2 separate regions of the Rattus norvegicus genome follow, and region 2 is linked to region 1. The links are chromatin contacts, called in public Hi-C maps. All regions are on one chromosome and are shown on one strand. Each heading gives the region's core, a stretch centred on a gene start, on an enhancer-like site or on the middle of the called end of the contact. The rest is flanking DNA. Distances are from core to core; before and after follow the strand shown. Region 1 holds the start of Vash1 (vasohibin 1). Region 2 holds the start of Angel1 (angel homolog 1).

What was found. A called contact is a pair of places that touch in the nucleus more often than the background predicts.
Region 2: a Hi-C map of mammary epithelial cells shows a contact between it and region 1, with 1.7 times the contacts expected there. The contact joins the promoter of Angel1 here to the promoter of Vash1 in region 1. A contact is called at or near these places in 2 of 12 Hi-C or Micro-C datasets (liver and mammary epithelial cells) and 1 of 1 datasets of contacts at active chromatin or transcription factors (oligodendrocytes).

What each region holds. Positions count from the first base shown.
Region 1 is chr6:112,055,119-112,062,852 of GRCr8, forward strand. It overlaps Vash1 (vasohibin 1), which reads left to right and starts at 4,968. Exons shown (of 7, transcript NM_001427235.1): 1 at 4,968-6,598. The coding sequence starts at 6,245.
Region 2 is chr6:112,100,878-112,108,611 of GRCr8, forward strand. Angel1 (angel homolog 1) reads right to left here and starts at 4,780. Exons shown (of 10, transcript NM_001108717.1): 1 at 4,653-4,780; 2 at 1,228-1,803; 3 at 203-429. The coding sequence starts at 4,716.

The sequences.
Region 1 (7,734 bases), core at 3,718-6,217:
AGTCTGCGATCATTCTCGATGCTGCAAGTAAACACTTTGCATAGACTCGTGCGTGAGTGAGTGAAGGCTGTGACTCACAGCTTTTGTTGTTACCATATTCATAATTAATGAGGTGAGAAAAAAAGAAGTTACTGGGTGTGGTGGCACATGCCTGTAACCCCAGCACATTAGATACATAGGATGTGGCTAGTGTGACTGGGACTCTTGCTTTCTAACTTTATTTGGGGTTAAGTTTAAGTTTAAAAAACTCACATATGGGGCTGGAGAGATGGCTCAGTGGTTAAGAGCACTGACTGCTCTTCCAGAGTTCAAATCCCAGCAACCACATGGTGGCTCACAACCATCTGTAATGAGATCTGATGCCCTCTTCTGGTGTGTCGGAAGACAGCTACAGTGTACTCATATACATGAAAAATAAATCAATCTTTTTAAAAAAAGAGTGCTTGCTGTTTAAAAAAAAAAACTCACACGTGACTTGTAGTTCCATAGTGGATAGCATACATACATAGTGTCAATCAATTATAAACACCGTGCCTGTGCACTCCCTTACCTCTCTCTTACTAATAGCACCCCATTAATTTTAGGCAAGCCTCCTGCCCCCCAATATATATAAACTGTAAAAGTAACTTTTATTCACCTGATGTAATTGTTGTCTCAGAGGCTTAGTGCTGAATAAACTCACTCTTGCTTGTTCTTTTTTTTTTTTTTTTTTTCAGAGCTGGGGATCGAACCCAGGGCCTTGCGCTTCCTAGGCAAGCGCTCTACCACTGAGCTAAATCCCCAACCCTGCTTGTTCTTTTTGAACTCTGGCTGGCTGGTTCAACCCAGCTATTCTGGCTCAAATTCTTCTCCAAGCTGACTGATTCAATCGGGCTTCTCTCAGATTCTCATTGAATTGTTCTGCTTGGCCTCAAGCTAACTCTGGCAATTCGTTCTAATCTTCTGGCGTCTTCTTATTCTCTTAGTCTTCTGGCTTCAACTGACTCTGCTGGCCTGCATTGATCTGCAGGAACTCACATACCAACTCAACTCCACTCACTGCACTGACTCCCAACTGACTGAATAGAACTGACCGAGTCTCTCTCCCTGCACTGCCTCCCTTTCCTGTCTATTCTTGTGAGAATTCAGAGTATCCAATCTGATTTGCCTCATTCCGTCAAATCTTTCTCTTAGTTATCTCTTTGTCTGCTTCTCAATTAGACTTTCAAACACGGCTGCTTCTTTCTACAAACTAACCTTGTATTGTTTGGGATTAAAGGTGTGCACTAAGATTGTGTCTGAATTCCAGCCAGAGCAGCCATGTTGCAGGATTAAAATTTCTCTACAATGGCAATCGCTAGACAGCTACTAAAATTGTACTACTGTCCTTCAGACAAGGGATGGGCCCAGGACCCAAGCTAAGCCAGACTCCTCTCTGGGACTCTGAATCTAGGTTTATTGTCACAAAAATAGAGAATGTGGGCCAGGGTGGTGGTGCATGCCTCTAATCACAGCACTGGGGAGGCAGAAATGGGTAGATTTCTGTGAATCGAGACCAGCCTGGTCTACATATCAAGTTCCAGGCCAACCAGGGTTACATAGTGCGACTCTGTCTGGAGTCGGGGGGGGGGGATTAATTAAAATAGACTGATATGAGTGCTAGTGCCCTGAGACACTTCACATTCATCTCTAGAGCTATAGTCTAGAACATGATAACAACTGTGATATATATATAATATGACTTTTACCTTCATCATCAAAATCACTGGTACCTAACTCTGATGTGCCAGTCCTCTACTAGAGAAACAGTCTGTGCAGCCTGTCTTCATCTGCAACAAGGAAGCCATACCCGTCTTACCGTCGGCCAGTGCCATGTTTTGAGATAGAGTCTTATGTAACCCAGACTGACCATGACTTCACTATATTATCTGAGAATGACCTTGAACTTCTGATCCTCTACCTCCTCAGAGCTGGTGTGCACTTCCACAACTGTTTTATGCAATGCTGTGGATTGAAATCAGGGTTCCGTGCACGCCGGACAAACACTCTTCGACCAAGCAACATCCTACCCCCACCACCACTTCTTCCCGAGAATTTGTCTAGCAAAGGGGATCATGGCCATAATAGCCCTTGGAGCCAAAATAAGGAGTGGCCCAAGAGTCTCTTATACATGTTGTTCTCAGGACACAAGGTTGAGGATTCCTGGGAAGATCTGACAAGGAACTCAGGATCTGATCCCACTTCCTGAGCTATGTAACAATGGGCAGGACCGGGGTTGGGGACTTAGCTCAGTGGTAGAGCGCTTGCCTAGGAAGCGCAAGGCCCTGCGTTCGGTCCCCAGCTCTGGAAAAAAAAAATGGGCAGGACCCTTGTCCTCTCTGGACCCTTGTCTGAGACCAAGTGAGACACATCCTCCACGTTCTCCCTCGCTTAGCACTTTTGCACGTCCCTTGTTGGACACATAGATCCTCCCACTTCTACACACACAAGCCAACCAATCCCCAGCCTAGACCATGCAGCTTTGTAACCCTTTGCTTCTGCCCCCAGCTTCTACCTCATGGAGAAGTTACCCTAGCTGTACACCCTCACAGTTGTCTACTCTTTGGCAGGGGACTTCATGGGAATCGCGCCCACCCAGCCTTCTCCATTAGAAGCCCATAAGGTCTGTGAGGACTCAGACCACAGCCATCTTGTTCACATCTGCATCCACAGTGCCTGCTACCCTTGTCGGTGCTCCCTAATGCTTACCCTTTGGAGGTCTGAGTGACTAGTCTGAGTCAAGTTAGTATGCATTCTGAATACCCCAAATCTATTTCATTTTAGGAAATCTGTGGCGATGATTATCTGACGCTGTCACAAACTGTTGCTCACACTTACCTGCTTTTAAAAAAGTCATGTATTATTTCTATCTTTGTAAAATTCAGACAGGGTCCATATGGTTGACCTGTCTCTGTTCCAGGCCTGAGACCTTGGGTCTAAGAGCCAGAGGCCAGGGGCTGAATCTTCTGTAGATTCAATTGTCTTGGTTGGCTGAGGGTCTACTGGGAGATCTCAGCCAGAACACCCTCACGTGACATCTTTCTTACTTGTGCTTTCTCACAGCATGGTGGCTGGTGTCCTCTGAATGAAGAAAGCACCTCATTTTTGTGACATGGCCTTTAAGGGTCTCAGAGCATCACCTCCTCTACTTCTGTTCATTAGAGACAAGACCTTAAGCTCAGCGCGAGTTCAGAGGAAGGGGAATCAGACTCAGATATTCACAAAAGGATGGCAGAGAACTTGCAACTATACTTTAAACTCGCCATGGGCATTGGGCAAACATGAAAGACAGGTGTCATTAGGTGGAAAGGAAGTACTGTAAGGGGACCTTCTCTACGTTCTGTGTCAGCTTGGAGAACGTACACCCTGGGATTCAGGCTTCCTTGTTTACACCACGAGACGGCGGCAGCTGCTGATCTCTGGTGGTCTTTGCAAGCCCAGACTCTTCTTACGTCGGTGAGTTTAGGATGAGCCAGGCCTAACTAACTTTTTTAGAGCCCTGGAACTCTGCCTTCTGGAAACATCCCTAGCACTGACCGTGCCTGGTTCCTGACACTGAAGGTGACAAAGGCTGTGACTGAGGCTCATAAGGAAGACCTGACACCATGAGGAACTTCAAAGAACCAGTGGGGAAGAGCTGGGGATTCTCTGGGGTCTTTTCTACTCTTGTTGTGGGTGTGTAGCTTTAATCCCAGCACTCCAGAGGCAGAGGCAGGAAAATCTCTGAGTTTAGGACCAACCTGGTCTACATATCAAGTTCCAGGCCAACTGGTGCTACGATACATAGTGAGATTTTATCTATAAGTAAATAAATAAATAGGAATGAGTAAGCCAGTAAGCAGCATTCCTCCATGGTTTCTGTCTTGAGTTCCTGCCCATGACCTCCCTCAGTGATGGAATGCAACCTAGAAGTATAGACCAAAATAAATCCTTTCCAACTCCAAGTTGCATTTGGTCAGTGTCTTATCACAGCAACAGAGATGAAATTAGGGTAGAGGGATACTTGTAGCAAATTCTACACACACACACACACACACACACACACACACACACACACACACAAAACCTCACCTCCCAGAGGTTGTGCCATGGCCAAAAAGCACCATCTGGGGACACATAGGTCTTTGAGAGACCTTCAGTATCTGAACTATGTATCTGTCCGGAACAAAAACACATCTCCCGGGGAACAGCTAGTCATACCAACTACTGGTAGAGGGAAAGAGAGTCTTAAATTTGTTTGGGAGTTACCCGCAGATCTGTGTTACTGGGAAAGGAGAGGGTATGTTGGTCTCCAGAGTCCACAAGCCACACACAAAATCAACTGTACTAATTCTGGGTGTACTAACACTCCCCAAAAGACTGCCCTCCTACCCTTAAGTTGCTGTCTTGGTCCCATGATTGAGAAGGCTCAAGTCTCCGACCAGATGTGCAGGGATTGGGACATCCAAAGCCAGAACTAGGGACCCACTCCCAGGATCCCAAGCAAACAACCAAGTGCAACAGAATGACTGCCAACCTCTACAAATCCTCCCTGAAGGAGCACTAGCCAGATGGCTGAGTTCATCCAGTGTGATCTCTCGGTTGACAGATGGGGAAACTGAGGCCTGCAAAGGGGAGGATTTACTGGAAGTCCCAAAGGAAGACAGGCATAAAGGCTATCTAGAACTCAGGTCTTGCTTCTATAGCTGAGGTGTCCTTTCAGGAAACTCCCAACTGACCACCACAATTCCTTCCGCTCTAGGAATCACCCAGGGGTTTGCACTGTGTGGCGGGTTGTAAACTTCCTCCGCAGCTCTGCAATTCTCAGCGCCCTGAGAGAAAGGTGAGAAGCGAAAGAACGTCCAAGGCATCCCTGCAATAACTTGTAGCTGGGGGGTCCAGGGGTGGTGGCAACAGGAGGACGACCCGATGGGAACACGCTGGCCCTTTAAGGGGGGGACGGAGCGCATGCGCGGCGCGAGCCGAAGTCAAGCCGGGTGGGCGGCGGGAGGGCTGGGGACCCGGCAGGCGGCCGCGGTGGCTTCTGCTTCGCCGAACCGGGACGCAGCGATCGGCCGATGGGCTGCACCTTCTCAGGCTGTTGCTCTCCCCGGGGATCCACGCACCCGCGCCCGCCTGGGCTTTGTCAGTCGATTCCAGCCGCCGCCACGGGCGGAGCCTGAGGACCTGCGCTCGCGCCCTGCACGCCCAGCCTCGCTCAGCTTGGCCGCCGGAGCCCTAGCGCAGCATCCTTTGCCCGCTCATGCTGCAGTTGGTGGCCAGCAGCGAAGCTGCGGCTGAAATCTGCCGCTCAGTGACCTCAGCCCGGTCCCCGAGCGTCGCCCGAGCCGCTCTCCACGATGGCTGAGCTTGGGGCTCCGCGCCCCGCTTTGGCTCGGCTGAGACCGTTCCGCGCCAGGTGCCCCCGGTACCCCCGCTGAGCCGCGCCAGGTCGGGGATCGCCAGGCCCGGGCGCCCCTAGCCCTCGCCTCCCCGCCGCGCCCTTCCCCTCCCGCCCTCTCCACTGCTGCTCCCCGGGGCTAGGGGCTAGGAGACCCAGACAAAGCCCCACTTTGTGAGTGAGACAGGCTTGGAATGTGCTCGGCGGCGCGCGCCCCCTCTCCGCCCCACCAGCTGCGAGTCTTAGCTCCCCGGAGGGTCGCGACAGAGAAGTCACACCGTGCATCGCCCTCTACCCTTGAATCCCTGGCCCCTGTGGTCCAGACTCGGAGCTCACGCGGGCTCCCTCGGCTCGCGCCAGTGTGAGTGAGCAAGAATTTGGTAGAGGAATTTGTTTTTTCCAAAACTGGGAGTGGGCACCGGTGTCTTGGCCCGCCTTTTTGGTATAGCTGCAGGTCTTAAGCTGTCTGGCCTCAGTCTCCCCACCTCGACCCCCACTTTTCTCCTCTCGGCCATCCTAGATCGCTGTGGGTCATTGTTCTCGCTGCCAAACGGGGGTGATTTGTACAGGCTGCCAAGTTGGGGTGTGTTCTCTTTATCCTGTTTTCCAAACAGAACAAGGCCGACCCTGGGCAACCCACCTGGCCATCACTCCAGGTTGATGCTCTGATTCTTACCAAATGGTATTTTATTGTACAGGAGCCACGCCCTGGTTTCTTAAAGGGGCCAGGCACTGTTTGACCATGTGTTATTTTTATAGCGGGTGTGTGGGAGGCCTCTTGTGAGGCACTTATCCGCCCCCCTTCCGCCTCCTGATCATCCTCCCACCCCCGTTGAGGATTTAGGGATGCCAGGGGGAAAGAAGGTGGTCCCAAGTGGCAGCAGCGGTGCCTCCCTGAACGCAGCCACAGCCGCCACCACCGCTGCTGCTGCCGCCGCCACTGCTGCTGCTGCTGCCGCTGCCCACTCTGGCATTACATGTTTGGAGACCACCGAAGGGGCCTCTGCACAGAGAGACGAGGAGCCCGAAGAGGAAGGGGACGAGGACCTACGAGATGGAGGTGTCCCTTTTTTCATCAACCGAGGTGGACTGCCAGTGGACGAGGCCACCTGGGAAAGGATGTGGAAGCATGTGGCCAAGATCCACCCAGATGGAGAGAAGGTGGCCCTGCGGATCCGTGGGGCTACCGACCTGCCCAAGGTAAGACATGGAGGGGCCAGGCACAAAGATGAGTTTTATTTACATTGGAGCTAAGAAAGTAACTGATGGTTGAAGTAGAGGGACCATTATTGAGGTAAGATTTTATAGGGACAGGTAGGTAGGTGCCACCTGTTTAGAACTTTCTTCCCAGTGCTTTTAGAGTCATGTGGTGGGGGAGGCTCAATCCCCTTTCTCCAAGAGGCTCTCCCCCCTGACTTTCTGAGCAGGACCACAGATGAACCCAAGAACTGATGTGGCTTGGCATCTCTTTGGCTCGGAACACTTAGAAGCCAGAAAACTCTGAGGCTAATGGTGACTGTCTGGGAAAGTGCAGGGCTTTGTAGGATGAGAAAACATTTTCCTGTGTTATCTACTGAGTTTGGCAAACAGCATTCCAAAGGAAGTGCAGTCCGGGTTCCCCACTTAAGATGTGAAACCCAAAAGTACGTGGGAAATGGAGTTGGGATTCCCACACCAAATCTTGGGGTGCCATCTGCTTGGCCCTGGTGGGCACCAGATTCAGTGGTGTTAGCAGTGACCCTGTGGGGAAGAGATGTTATTCTCCTGCATCGACTAGAATTCATCCACCACAGCAGTGCCTCCATAGGGCCGCTGAGCAAGGAGAGCCTCTGTCTCAGTCACCTTTGTCTTCTCCAGGTCTCCTGTGTGCCTGGCACAGGGTGGACACTTGGTGCGTTTGCTAAATGAAAGGACATTTGGGATGTGCTGTGCTGGGCAGTACTATACTAAAAATGTACAGGCACACGATAGCGTGTGTGTGCGTGTGTGTTTAATGTTCATGGTTCAGTCCAAAGAAGCGCTGCTCCAAGTACCAAGACCACTGGTCAGAAGTCAGAGCCTAAGGCTTAGTCCTGAAGGAAGAGAGGGAGAATAGTCACTGAGAAACAGAAACCAGGCCTGTTTTTCTTTTGCTGGTTTATTGCTAGACCCATGAGGGGAAAAAATGTTTTGGGGAAGAGATAATCTGAGGTCGAAGGTTGAGCTGCTGCCTAATGTTTCCCAGGGGGAATGAGCTAGGCAGATTCTGAACAGCTACATCATCATCTCCTCATTCATTCAGCTAATCTGAAACTGGACATTGTTTCTGCTGTCTTAGCCTTACAATAAACACTGTG
Region 2 (7,734 bases), core at 3,530-6,029, 46 kb after region 1:
AGTTGTCTTGGCATCTGCCCAGAATGCTTGACTCCAGGGCAGGCAAGCTCAAACCTGTCATCTACAGAGCCAAAGCTAATCTTAGCCCATCTGGCACAACTGGCATCATCTGGATAGCTATGAAATAGGAAATCATTCTGAGTGCCAGAGAACAGCCTAGGTCTGCACCTATGCAAGATGGCGCATCTCCCTCTTCACTCACATCCGGGTCCCAGTGCTGGAATTCCTGCATGAGGTTGGCAAAGCGGTAATTCCAGTTGAGGATGTCTGGATGGCAATGCAGATAGAGCTCTGAGCTCTGCTGCATCAGATCCTGGGCCAGGATATTATACGACATCAGAGTGAACTGGAACTGAGGGCCATCTCCTGCCTCCAGACCCTGAGCATCTGGCTGCGTGGAGAAATCCTCCCATTCTCGCCACAGGATTTCTGCAAAGGGGTCAAGAGAAGAGTTCCAGAACACCTGCAGGTTATCCAGTGTCCAAACTACTACCCAGTGTCACCATGTCATCCCTGAGGTTCCTTCTCCATTGTCCCTGCCATCCATCTGTCTAAGGACATTTTTCCAAGCTGATAGTAAGCTCCTCAGGGTCTGGGACAATCTTACCCTATCCATTACTGTAGTCCCTGGTTACCTACCTCCTAGCATACCCTCAAGAATACTTATGAGTCTAACAAGCTCCCACTCATGATATAACCATGAGTCTCTGGGGAACCATGCAATGGGGTGTCATTAATAGTCTCCTGGGGCTAAAGATTCATCTAGAGTGACTTCAGCCCTGGGTGCTTTCTGTATCTGTACCTGGCTATACTTGGAGGTACCTGAGTAGATTTCAAACCTATTTAAGTCACAGAACTTTCTTCAATTCACATCTTCATAGACTTCCAATATATGTAATGGAAATGAAACCAGAGCTATTCTTCCTGAGGCAGAGTGGAGGCCCTGAGACCTCTGTACCCCTGCCTCCACAAAGCCTGTGTCACACCTGCAGAACAACAAGGTAGTGCTGGGCCTCAGGTCTTTCACTGCCTAACTGCAAGACAGTAGACATGTCCCAGGCCTCTCTGCACTATGACATTTTTCATCTGTAGACGCGTGAGAACACTGCCAATATCTGAGCCTGCAATGGTCTCAGAAAAACTCAATGTGACAGCAGAAGTCCCCACTACAAGCCCTTTTCTGGGTGACCTGCAACTTGGGTTTACTATGCTCGCTGTCAGACTCACCATGATAAGGTATTTCCATTGGGGGAGGCTGCAGCTGTTCCAGGCCTTCAAAGGGCCACATGGAAGTCTCTTCCTGGGGCATAGGCTCCGGTGCTATGCTCCAGGCCACCATTGCAGGGTCCTCTTCCCATTGTTCTGCAGCCATTGCACCCATTGGGAGAACAGCACAGTCTGCATACTGGGGCCCTGTCTGTACGGGAACAGCTGCCCACAAAGGACCCTCATCCTCGGCCAGAGGTTCCTCCCCTAGCACCTCAGGGAAAGGCTGGTCCAGGTTGTCCGCTGCCCGAAGGTCACTCAGCTGCCTGCTGGACCACTTGTCCTCCGAGGCAGTGTCCTGTTCTCCAGAGTTATCCATCAGGAGGGCCAGGCTGCTCTCAGCCAGTCCCTTATCTGCAAGAGGACCCTCACTTGCAGTTGAGAGTGTCTGGTTCCACCCTTCTTCTCGCCACTGCTGAAGCAGGCCCTCACACTCCTCTTGGTCAGGCCCCCGAGGGGCCATGGCAAAGTTACCCTCTACCTGGGGGGACGAGCTCTTCGCCAGAAGGGCATTTTTTCGACATGTAAAGAAAGCATCTAGAAAGGAAGCCAAAATGTCAGGTTACAAGAAGATGGCAAAACTTTGTTCCACGGTATTCTCCAGCTGGGATAGAAGCCTCCTGTGAACCGTGATCATCTCCACCTTGCTCACCACTCTACTGTTACAGCCTTCCCCACTTAATACCTGGGGCCTCATCTTAGCAGTGCTTGTGTGTCCAACACTCTGGTAATTGCTTTCCAAGTGTTAACCAATTTGCAAGGCAAGGACCTGACAAATTTCAATGCCAGGATGAAAGAACACTAATCCCAGAGATAATCTACAGCACAGCTTGGGACATATAACCTCATCTCTTTTCCTGCCTTTTTAATTTATTTTATGTGTATGGGTGTTCTGTCTACCTGTATGTCTGTGTATCCTGTGTGTGCCTGGTACCTCCAGGGGTCAGGGAAGGCTGCTGGATGGCCTGGGCCTGCAGTTACAGAGTGTGGTATGCTACCCTGTGGGGGTTGGGAATCAATCACACCTGGATCCCCTAGAAAAACAGTCAGAGCTCTTAACTACTGAGTCATTTCTCCAGCCCTGAAAGCTTTTAACATCAATTCTCAGGTCCTGAAAATCATATTACATATTAGAAATAACACTTAGTTGTGAAGTAATACCGAGAATTATACACTTATAACAAAATTAACAAAACTGACTCTAAGCAATGTTCCTGCAGACCGACTTACTCTTGGGTTTAAGATGAGTACCAGAGAAGTTAAAACTAGATAAGCCATGAGAGTTTTCTAGGTCTATAAGCTCTATAAAAGCACCTAATAATAATGATGATGATGATGATGATGATGATGATGATGATGATGATGATGATGATGTGGGTGGCCTTAAAACCAACTTCCTTTTTAACAGAACCCCTAGGCTTCTTTCCAGAGCTGTTGATCCCACCTATAACATCCTCACAAACCTCACTGCTTTCTTGCTCCAGAACACACCAGAGGCTGCAAATTAAATGGTGCCAGCAACTGACAGTTATCAGACGGCTCTCATCTCTGCTGTAGCATCCACGAATGACAGCCAACAGGCCATAAAGCAGGCTCTAAAATTAGAGCTTTCAAAGTCCTGTTCTGATGACAGCAAATCAACCCCCTCCCCTGCACACATGCACACATGTGTGTCCAGAGCACTTATTTACTTCCCAGGACACGTGGCAATGCAACTATATTAATGGCAATTTGCAAACTATATTAATTTATGTCTCTGTAAATCAGTGGTAAATCTGGGCCGGCAAGACGGCTCAGCGAGGAAAGGTACTTGCCACAAAGGATGAAGGAACCGAACCCACGACGGTGACCTCTGACTTCCACACACCCCATGGCTAGTCCACCACCACACACACACATTTTGCCCACACAGAGAACAATAAATAAATCTTTTTAAAAATTAAGTCAGTATTTCTTTCAACTAGGTGAGGGAGGCAAATTTTTGCCCTGAGGGAATGGCAGTCTCTAGAACTGCTGAGGAACTCTATCAGGGTACCATCAAGCATCCAACAATGCACAGGACAGACTCACTCACTGGTCTGCTATGTCAAGAATGCTCCCAACCAACAGGTTGGGTTGCTGGGATTTAGTCAAGAACTTACTAATTATCTGATCCTTGAAACATGTAACACATGACAGAAGAGCTTTATGGTAGGCATGAAGCCCCTCACTTTCAAACTTAGCAAATAATACTGGTGGAGATGCTTTACTAAACAAATCTTTTACAAAATGCCAAATACATAAAATTAATATAACTGTCACTTCATAACATGTGGATTGGAGGGCTCCTCTAAAATCTCGAGGATTTATTAATTGGGAAACCTGTGAGCTAACAGTAAAACTGCCATTGTAGCCACTAGACAGCCACATAATTAACGGATAATTTAATTATAATAATGCTTAATATAATATACACAATGCTCGGTACTCTGAATACAGTGACTTCGGTAGGACTTCCCATTCCTGAGAAAGATGGACACCCAAGGCCTTCCTGAACACTCCGGGGACCCATGACTGCCAGCAAGTCCTGTGTTAGCGTAAGATACTGTAAACATATGGACAAGGCCCTTCTCTGTTGAAGCCGACAGTCTAGCGGCAACACTGTAAAAAAAAAAAAATCTAATGTTTGATATAAAAATACAGTACCCATCTCTGAGATAGTGCAGTTCCAGAAAGAAAAAGCACAGGATGCAGTTGGGAGTCCTATTTCTAAGAAAACCCTTCTTGATACTGCCCCTAAGTTACAGGGGAATTCTTTCGGACTTCAAAGAAAAACTGAGCGGAGGAAGGTTGTGCAGAAGTAACAACCACCCCCTCACTAAAGCATCAACCTATCACAGTTCTCTCTAAACACTTGCTCCAAAACTGAGGTTTTAAACGCTTCTAGCTTCTGAGCGTGTCTGTTTTTCAACTAGAGTCGGCTCAAAGAGGACAGCAGATGACTGGTCGCAGTAAAAAACCTGTGAGAAGTGAGCCCACCCGCCTAAAGGCACATCCCTCCCTAACTCTACCCGCCGAGAAGTCCGGTCCTCGCCTGTCCCGGGTTGCCACCGCTCCCGATCCCCGGGAGTGTCTCAGCCTGCCCCAGGACCACCGCCACAGCCAAGGAAGACGCCCCCTTCCCCAGCCCTGGGTCCACGTTAACCGTGGCCCGACGTCACCAGACCACAGCGTGAGGAGGGGCTGCCCACGAGAGTCGCCGGTCAGCCCAAGCCTCGTGGGGCCAGGACGGCCCGCGGACCACCTCACACTTGGCAGAGGACTGCGGTCATGCGGCCTGACGCTCCGCCCCAGGAGCCCAATAGGGGCAGACCCGGCTCCCGCCCATCAGGACGCAAGGCCGGTACCTGAGAGGAAGCGGAAGAGGCGCGCGGCCGGCAGCAGCAGGTAATATAGGCACGACGCGATCATGGCCGGCCGCCTGCCCGCGCCGCCGCCCCTCCACACTGCTGCACACCGGTCTCCTCTGTTCGGCTCCGCCCCGCGCCACCGAAGCCCCGCCCCACCACGCCGCCAAGGCTCCGCCCCCACGCCATCAAGTCTTGGTCTCGAGCGACCTAAGCTCCGCCTCCTCACCGCCCAGGCCCCGCCCCAGACCGTCGCTTCAACAACAACTTTATTGGAAACAAGGAGGAAAGGAGGGAGGGTTGCAAGGGGAGGGGCTGCGTTAGAAGGCACCGGCTTCCATAGCAACCGAACAGCCTAGCATGAAACCCATTACTCTCTATGCTAACTTTAAAAGTTCATTTAAGTAAATAAATAAATATGAATAATAAAAATATTAACGGGGACTTAGGAGTCTCTGAAGTATTAAGAGACCAGGGTTTTGGGGTTGGGGATTTAGCTCAGTGGTAGAGCGCTTGCCTAGGAAGTGCAAGGCCCTGGGTTCGGTCCCCAGCTCCGGAAAAAAAAAAAAAAAAAAGAGACCAGGGTTTTATTTTCAATTTTGCCACTAACTAGGAGGAGGTCTACCCCAGGAACACCATATGCCTTTTTTTAACGCTTGCTCATTTCTAATACAAAGGACTGGACTTTTTGCAAAGACTTCTGTTGACCATAACTTCTGTAGCTAGCCCTTCTGAGCCAAGAGTACTCTTCCTCATTCCCACACCTCTTCTGGCCTTTCCTTCCCCCCAGCTAGGAGATTCTAGGTCACAAATGGAGTCTTCCCTTGCTTCAAGCGCATACGATTTTTACTTCCTCCACCTGTTCCAAGTGGGCTATGGGGAAAGAGTGTGTCCCATTGGAAGCAAGGGAGAAAGGGAGGGAGGGAGAGAGGACTGCATAAAATCAGGGACCAAGATTGAATGGTGGGTGGTGTGTTTGTCATGAGGGAAAAATGGTGTGGCCCATTGGAAGGAAAGGAAGGACTTCTCAATACCAGGAACCAAGTCTGATTGGTGGTGTGTTTGCCCTGTATCTCTGTTGTAGCTAATACTAAATCAGTGTGGTAGTTTAGTAAAATGGTCCCCATCTGCCTCCAGCACTTTAATACTTGGTGCCTAGTTGGTGGCCTTTTGGGGAGGATTAGGCTGTGTGGCCTTGCTGGAGAAGTGTCACTGGGGACTGGCTTTGAGGTTTTGAAAGACTCACTATTTTCACTTAGTTCTCTTTGCTGCTTGCTGCTTGAGCTGTGAGCCTTCAGCTCTCAGCTTCTGTTCATCCACACACCCGCTGCCTGCTGCATCTACTCTGCCACCATGGACTCGTCTCTCTCGAACTGTAAGCTCCTAAAAGCCTTTCCTTGTATGAATCACATTGGTCATGGTGCTTTATCACAGCGATACAAAACTAAAACTGGGCAGGGCAAGCCACACCTTTAATCTTAGCACTCTGGAGACTGAGTGGATCTCTGTGGGTCCGAGGTGAGCCAGGGCTACATAGTGAGACCTTGTGGATAGATAAATGGATGGATGAATACATACATACATAGTATGCATAGATAGATAGATAGATAGATAGATAGATAGATAGATAGATAGATAGATGAATAGATAGTTGGATACATAGATACATAGATATATAAATACATACATACATAGCCCGTCACATAGAAGGGACTAATGATTGAATAAAGAATGTGTTGCTTAAATGAAGGCCAGTTCCTGCATCAAGTATGTGCTAATGAAAGACCTCTTTGAATTTCTCTTCCCCTCAGTCCTCTGCCCCAGCCATGATCTAAAGGAAGGAAGAAAAGGAAGGAAGAAAAGGAAGGAAGGAAGGGAAAGAAAGAAAGGAAGGAAGGAAGGAAGGAAGGAAGGAAGGAAGGAAGGAAGAAAGACTACACACTACACCCAGTTCCAATACCCAGTGTCTGAGCTGCGCCGTTTCCAATTTGTGACTGGAGCCTTGGCTGTTCAGGGAAGCCCTCTGGGGAGTCACCAGATCCTGGACCAGCTGGATACATCATAATACTGACGAACTAAAAGGAGGAAGAAGGAGAGAATCAGTGATTGGCTTCCCTGTGATTTCCCCCCTCATTATCTGCTTGCAGCTGCGTTCATCCTTTTATCTGAGACAAACTCCAGCAATCTAAAGGTTGGGAAGTCGTTTAGAAGTCAGCATACAACTGTTAATGCTATCTAAGGCACCCCAACATCAAGCTCACTCCTTCAACATGGCTTAAGTGAACTCTCCACTTTCTTTGAAGATCTATCTGAAAGTCCAAGTTCCAAAACAGACCTTAAATCAAGAACTGTGCACATCAATAGTCCTTCCATTTGCCCGAAAATGTCTTTAAAGTACAGACATCTATACCCTCCTCCCAGAGTTGTTCTTCACAAGTCTGACGCTCTTAAACATTCCTCAAGTTGGGGGGGAGGGAGTTGCTAGTGTTGAGGTGTGTGTGTGTGTGTGTGTGTGTGTGTGTGTGTGTGTGTGTGCATGTGTATGTGTTCCTCTGTGTAATCCTGGCTGTCCTGGAACTCACTCTGTAGATGAAGCTGACCTCAAACTCAGGGATCCTTTTGACTCTGCCTCCTAAGTGCTGGAAATAAAGATGTGTGCCACCATGCCCAGTTATCAAGTTATTTTGAGATAGGAAACTTCTGCAGAAGCCTCCCTTGGGCTGCTCAGGACACAGTTGTAGACACAGTGCGGACAAGCTTACTGATGGCCATGTTCTTCCACAAGTTTTCCCAGGAGCCAGCGAAGCCTGGTTTCCCTCTCTCTTTCCTGACTTATAATTAGATACATTATTTAGAAAATGAAGAATGATTGAGGAATCACACAAGCTTTGGAGTTCGACCACATGAGTTCAGAACCTAGCTCTACTGTTTCGTCCCCATGAAGCCTCATGGGTAATCTCTTAAGAGTCTTAGTTTCCACATTCACACTGAGCCAAAGTTGGCTCACAATGTTTTCCTTTTCTTTCTTTTCTTTTTCAAATAGGGTCTCATGTATCCCAGAATGGCCTTAAACTTGCTCCAA